Regions from separate parts of the Anas platyrhynchos genome. Here region 1 is linked to region 2. The links are chromatin contacts, called in public Hi-C maps. All regions are on one chromosome and are shown on one strand. The core of a region is the stretch at or near the end of the contact, and the rest is flanking DNA. Distances in the headings are between cores, read along the strand shown. Region 1 holds the start of AREG (amphiregulin). Region 2 overlaps LOC106014940 (a long non-coding RNA gene).

The links. A called contact is a pair of places that touch in the nucleus more often than the background predicts.
Region 1: a contact with region 2 is called in a Hi-C map of liver, with 2.5 times the contacts expected there. The contact joins the promoter of AREG here to the enhancer-like site in region 2. A contact is called at or near these places in 2 of 8 Hi-C or Micro-C datasets (liver and skeletal muscle).

The regions. Positions count from the first base shown.
Region 1 is chr4:49,895,604-49,898,303 of IASCAAS_PekinDuck_T2T, reverse strand. It overlaps AREG (amphiregulin), which reads left to right and starts at 1,255. Exons shown (of 6, transcript XM_027457006.3): 1 at 1,255-1,435; 2 at 1,550-1,714. The coding sequence starts at 1,393.
Region 2 is chr4:49,861,100-49,863,799 of IASCAAS_PekinDuck_T2T, reverse strand. The region is part of intron 1 of LOC106014940 (a long non-coding RNA gene); the gene reads left to right. Among named protein-coding and RNA genes, the nearest start is that of AREG, 35 kb to the left of the region's middle. Within about 2 kb of position 1,394, at least 1 of the 8 cell types and tissues checked has an H3K27ac peak or open chromatin away from gene starts, as enhancers often do.

The DNA of each region.
Region 1 (2,700 bases), core at 6-2,505, 35 kb before region 2:
AGCCAAACAGAGCCCCAGGAGCTGTGTGTCCTCCTTTGGCCTGCAGAGAAGAGGGGAGAAGACTTAATAACCGAGCAACTTTGATCCCAGCTAGGTTAAACAAAGGCTCTGGCAGCTCCCTGAGCTGCAAATGGCATTCCAGAGCATCCCAATTAGAAGAGCAGAGCTTTGTCTGACTCTCACGGCCATCCCACCCTCTTCTGCTTCCTCCTTATAGCCGAGTACTGGGGATGCTCTTACGACACCCCGTGAGGAGGAACCTGATGCAGAGAGCTCCCATCTCGCAGCTCCTGGGGGCCATACATCCCCCTCTGATGCTCCACGCTGAGCCTTTGTGGTGCTGACCGACACCAAGAGGCATCCACCTGCTGTCCTCACACCCCTGTAGGGCTTTTCTGCGTTCCCACCCTACACCAGTGCGCTACAACCTGTTCCCCTGGGGTTCATCCCCTAAAAGCAAGCCGGTGTGGGACACGGGAGAGCAAGGCGCCCTTCACCAGGAGTGAGCGCCCACCCTGGCTGGCTGGCTGCCCCCCTCCTTGCCCCAACTCCGTCAGTCATTACTTACGTCCTGCTCCCCGAGCACACCACCCACGGCCCCACACGCAGGGCCATCACCGCCTTTACTGCCCCCCAAAACACGCCAACCCGCTTCCTCCGAGGCGCGGGGGGCAGAGCAAAGAGCGGAGGCGTGCCCCGCCATAAACGTGCCGCGCTGTGTGTGTGTACGGGGCTCGCCATGGCAACCCCGCTCCGCCTCACGGCATCGGGAGGGGGGGACGCGGAGCCCGGGGGGGGGGGAGCCGCCGACCCCCTGAGGGGGCTCCCCGCAGGGCGACCGTTGAGGCGGGAGCGCGACCGTTGGGGGGGGGAGCGACCGTTAACGGCGGGCGCGAGCCCCCCGAGCGCGCTCAGCAAGGTCCTACGAGGAGCGGCTGAGGGAGCTGGGCTTGTTCAGCCTGGAGAACCTTCTTTACTGAAAGGGTTGTGAGGCACTGGAACAGGCTGCCCAGGGAAGTGGTGGAGTCACCATCCCTGGAGGTCTTTAAAAGACATTTAGATGTAGAGCTTAGGGATATGGTTTAGTGGGGACTGTTAGTGTTAGGTCAGAGGTTGGACTCAATGATCTTGAGGTCTCTTCCAACCTAGAAATTCTGTGTGACTCTGTGAAGGTGCGCGTGCGCCGCCCCCCCCCCTCCCCTCACGGCTCCCTCCCGTCACCTGTGGCCCCGCCCAGAGACGTCACGGAGCCGCCTATAAAAGGGGCGGCGGCGGCGGGCGGCTCCTCATGGAGCGCTGCGCGCCGCCGGCTGTCGCGACACTCCACCTGTCGCCACGCTTCCCCTGTCGCCGCCGTCTCCTCCGACACTCCCTTCGCCGCCGCGATCCCCGATGCGCGCCCTGGCGTTGTTCGTCGCGCTGGCCGCGCTTGCAGGTGCGGGGGAGGGCGGTGAGGGCGCCTCGCGGGCGGCGGTTGGGGCCGTTATGAGGCGGTTTGGGGGGGTTGGCGGGCTGCGCGCCCCCCTGACGGCGCCGTCTCTCCTCACAGCCCGCCTCGCCGCCGCCTCAGCGGCCAACGGCACCCAGCCCGGCCCGAGGGAGGCTGAGGGCCGCCAGGGGGAGGCTGTGCCCAGCCCCGACTACGAGGAGGAGGAGGAGGAGGGTGAAGAGGCGCTGCCCGTCCACCAGTACATCGTGGATGACTTGATCCGAGGTGAGGCGGCGGTCCCTCCCCGCGGCTGTGCTTCGCCTGCTCCGTGCTGCCCCTTCTCGTCCCGAGTGCTCCTGCTGGGTTAGAAATAGGGTGTCAGGTTTGGGAGCGCAGTGGGAGTTGAAGTTAAGGGGTGTGGGAGCCGCTGTGCTATTTTCCTCACAGGAAAACTGTGGTGGAGTGACAGTCTAGCTGCTGTGGGAGCATCAGCAGGGCTGCTGGGTGCTGTCCCTCTCAGGAGAGGGGTTGAGATGAGGCTGGTTGTCCTGCCTTGAAGGCTTTTCGGGGTGTCTTCTCATGCTTACTTGACTTGGAGTTGACTAAAGTTTTGCAGGAGAAACCAACGCAAACCCCCTATGTGGCTGCAGAAGTGCTTGTTAGGCATCCTTTAGCCAACACTTAAACAGTCCTGGAAGCAATGAGGACATTTGAGCAGCCCACCAGACCAGAAACAGGGGGGACAGGAGGACCTTCTTGGTTCTCATCTAAGTGCAGTTGTGAGACAAGTTGTGGAGGCTGTGGCTAAAGGAATACCTATGAGTGATTAGCAATTCAGTGCAGGATAGTAATCGGTGCTGTTGCCTTCTAGGATGGGATCCAACTGCTGTTTTTCCTGAGGGAACACCCTGACGCTTGAATGAGACTCAGGGGAGCATGTTCCAGATATTATGTACGGGAACGTGTGGACCCTTGTTCAAGCTTTCTGTGACTGCAAGACCTTCAGGGGGAACAGGAATGTCAGAGTTAGTGAGCAGTTTAGCCAGTAAAACTACTGGCTCCGTGACTTCTGTGTTGTCTAACTGCACAGAAACCAGATTTGTTACCAAAGGTGGTTGGTTTGTAGACAAGCTCTGCTACTTGGCATGAGGTTTATCTGTGGAGGGAGTCTTCAAGCTGTTATGATTCAACTGTGGATGGTTTTCTTGGCTATGCAGCTTGCAAACGGGGACGTAGATCAAACCAACAGCCTCTTCCTTGAAGAAGGAAGA
Region 2 (2,700 bases), core at 145-2,644:
TGTTGTGTGATAACTAAGGTAGTTACAAACATACGAAATGCAGGCTCTGCATTTCCACTGACATGCTTCTGCTTTGGTTTCGTCAGCTCTGTAAGATCTGAGAGATGCTCGGGGTCATTCCCTAGGGCATCCGCTGTACCGTTTTCCCTCAGACCTGGGCCACACACATCTGAATTCTTACCCTCAGCTCAAATTCTTTATATTAGTGAAGGGAAACTTCTAGATCAAAAGATACTGAGACAGGAGGCCTACTCTGGGGGTGCTGCCATTGTGCAAGGAGCAGGTTGTTCCTGTCGCTTTGTGAGCAAGATCTGTGCTGGCTCTGACAGCAGTCTAGCTCATGACAGCTCTGCTGGACTGTGGGGTCAGAAAGGTAAAACAGACCACTAAATCCTTATTGGCAAAGAGCAGCTCTGGCAGAGAAGTCCAAGAGAGACAGAAAATGCTCCAATTTACAGCCTGTTGGTCTAGGCACCTGCCTGAGATAAAGTACTGCTTCCAGTCCCGTTCTGCTGGTTTCAGACCTCAAGTGATTCATTTCTCCCAGAGACATCTCTCAGAGTGATGGAGCTGCTGACCTGCCGGGTCGCAGTCCCCCTTCCTTCATGTCATCTGCTGCTCTTCTCTGTGGTGCAACCATGCGATCAGGGGAGCCCAGCTGTCCAGTGCTGCCTTCTGAGGCGTGTTGCAACTCTCAGCACCTGCACGGTGTCAAAGGAGCCAGAGCAGGTATTTCTCTTCGGCTGGACATGGAGGGAGAGGCACTCAGTGAGCTGAGAGGGATAATTGCTACAGTGTGTTTTCATCCAGGGAATGATTAAACAAAGATCTGTAATCTTTGTTTAGGCATGAGAGGAAACAGGACCTGAAGCTTGAGTGCCCCATGCTTATTTAGTTGCATCAAGATCCACTAGACTTCTGCTAGCAACATCTTTTTGCATCCGTTGTAGCTAAAGGAGGGTAAAAGAGGTAGGATGCACTGGTCAAGCTGTAGGGCCAACAGGAATGCAGAAAAGGAAGCCAGCTGCTACAGAGCAGCATCAGCCTTGCTACCTCCTCTACACTGTGCAAGCCCTCCATTACTCAATCATGTTGCTCTGTACAGGATAAGAAGAAGGTTTGCTTGGTCACTGCTTCTCCTGACTCAGGCACAGCTCTGTATGAGTGGTCTTACAAGCTGGAAAGTGGGACAAGGTTGGCTGAAATTTGCTCTTGCAGCCTTTCCAAACATTCCTTAAGGGTCAGTTTCCCTCTGTTGCTTCTGGAAGTGCTCTACAGTCCACAAGTTGAAGGGATTTCACTATTGAAAACCAATTGAATACGAACTGCCTCACACTGAAAACTTCCCCAAACCAGGATTTCACAAGTTGCACCGAATGACCTTGTGCAATTATTTGCTAAACATCTCTTTGTGCCCGAGTACTGCCCAGCTGGCTCCTGAAGAGCAGGAAGGTAAGGCCTGGCCATCAATGTCAGGAAATAGGCTCAACCACAAATCCTTTAGAAACCAAAACCAAAGTAACTTGTCACCTCTATGTGTAGGTTTTCCACCGAAAATGCACAATTATTTATGGCCTGTGAAATCAGATACCAAGCCACTGGTGCTGGATGCACAGTAGTCAGATTACCTGTAAAACTTCTTTGATATCCACTGTTACATCCGTTATGACTTAGAAATGAAGAGAACAAGAGATCAGTTTGTACTCTGGCATTGCTCAGTGTATGCTTGCTTGGGGAAAAGTCTTTGTTGTCCTCCCATTGGGGAAAAAAAAAAAAAAAAAAAAAAAAGAAAAGAAAAAAAAACAGCTGTCTTGTACTGCAGACCTGAGCACTCACCTTTTGTGAAGAAATTAATCATTTTAGTGTGTTTGATTGTTCATGAAATGCAAAGTAAAAGCATTCTCTACTCCCCTCCCAGCACTCTGGCTCACCAGGCTCACCCTCAGTTCAGAGGCACCACAGGAACCTTGCGCCCCTCGGGCAGCTTTCCTTCGCACAGGAAAGGAGGCACAGATGCCTTTTCCTCGGACCATCAGAGTTTCTGCTGGGAAGCAGCGCCCCAGCACAGCCAGCCTGGTACTGCATCCCCTGCCTTTCATCCAGTGGCACACATTTAATCACCTGCCTCCCAAGGCAAAAAAAATCGTAACATTTTCTCTTCAGATGGTAGGAGCTTCTGGCCACAGCAGCCAAGTGACCGAGCTGCACCTAATGCTGCAGGGGTGCAGCTCTTGCCCTCTGTTACCCTTACAGCCACAGCAGAAACCTCTTGCAAATGCTCTCAGTGCAAACTTGCCTTTCAGCATCAGAGTGAAATTGCAAGTTATTCAGCTCCCTGATGAGGCTTGTCTGCTGCATCAAGCTATTCAGACCTAACAGGCAAGTGCATTATGAATGCACTGCAACTGGTCCTTCACAAATCACTTGCATGGGGTTTGTGGCTCAAAGCTTTCCCCTACCCCATCCTTCCTCCTGCTGTCCATTGCCTTGGACAAAACACTCAGGGGTATTAAAAGATCTTCTTGTTTTCTGGCATGCTGCTTCCTTCTCTTTCTATCTGTAGGGTTTAGAGTTTTTCCCTGGGGCAACCGATCTCCCTATGCCCTTCTCTCACTGCCTTATCGCTTACTAAAACGAGTTCATCCCCACAAACCCAGAGGAGAGCGATGGGGAGTGAGAGCAAGGAAGAGTCAATGCCAC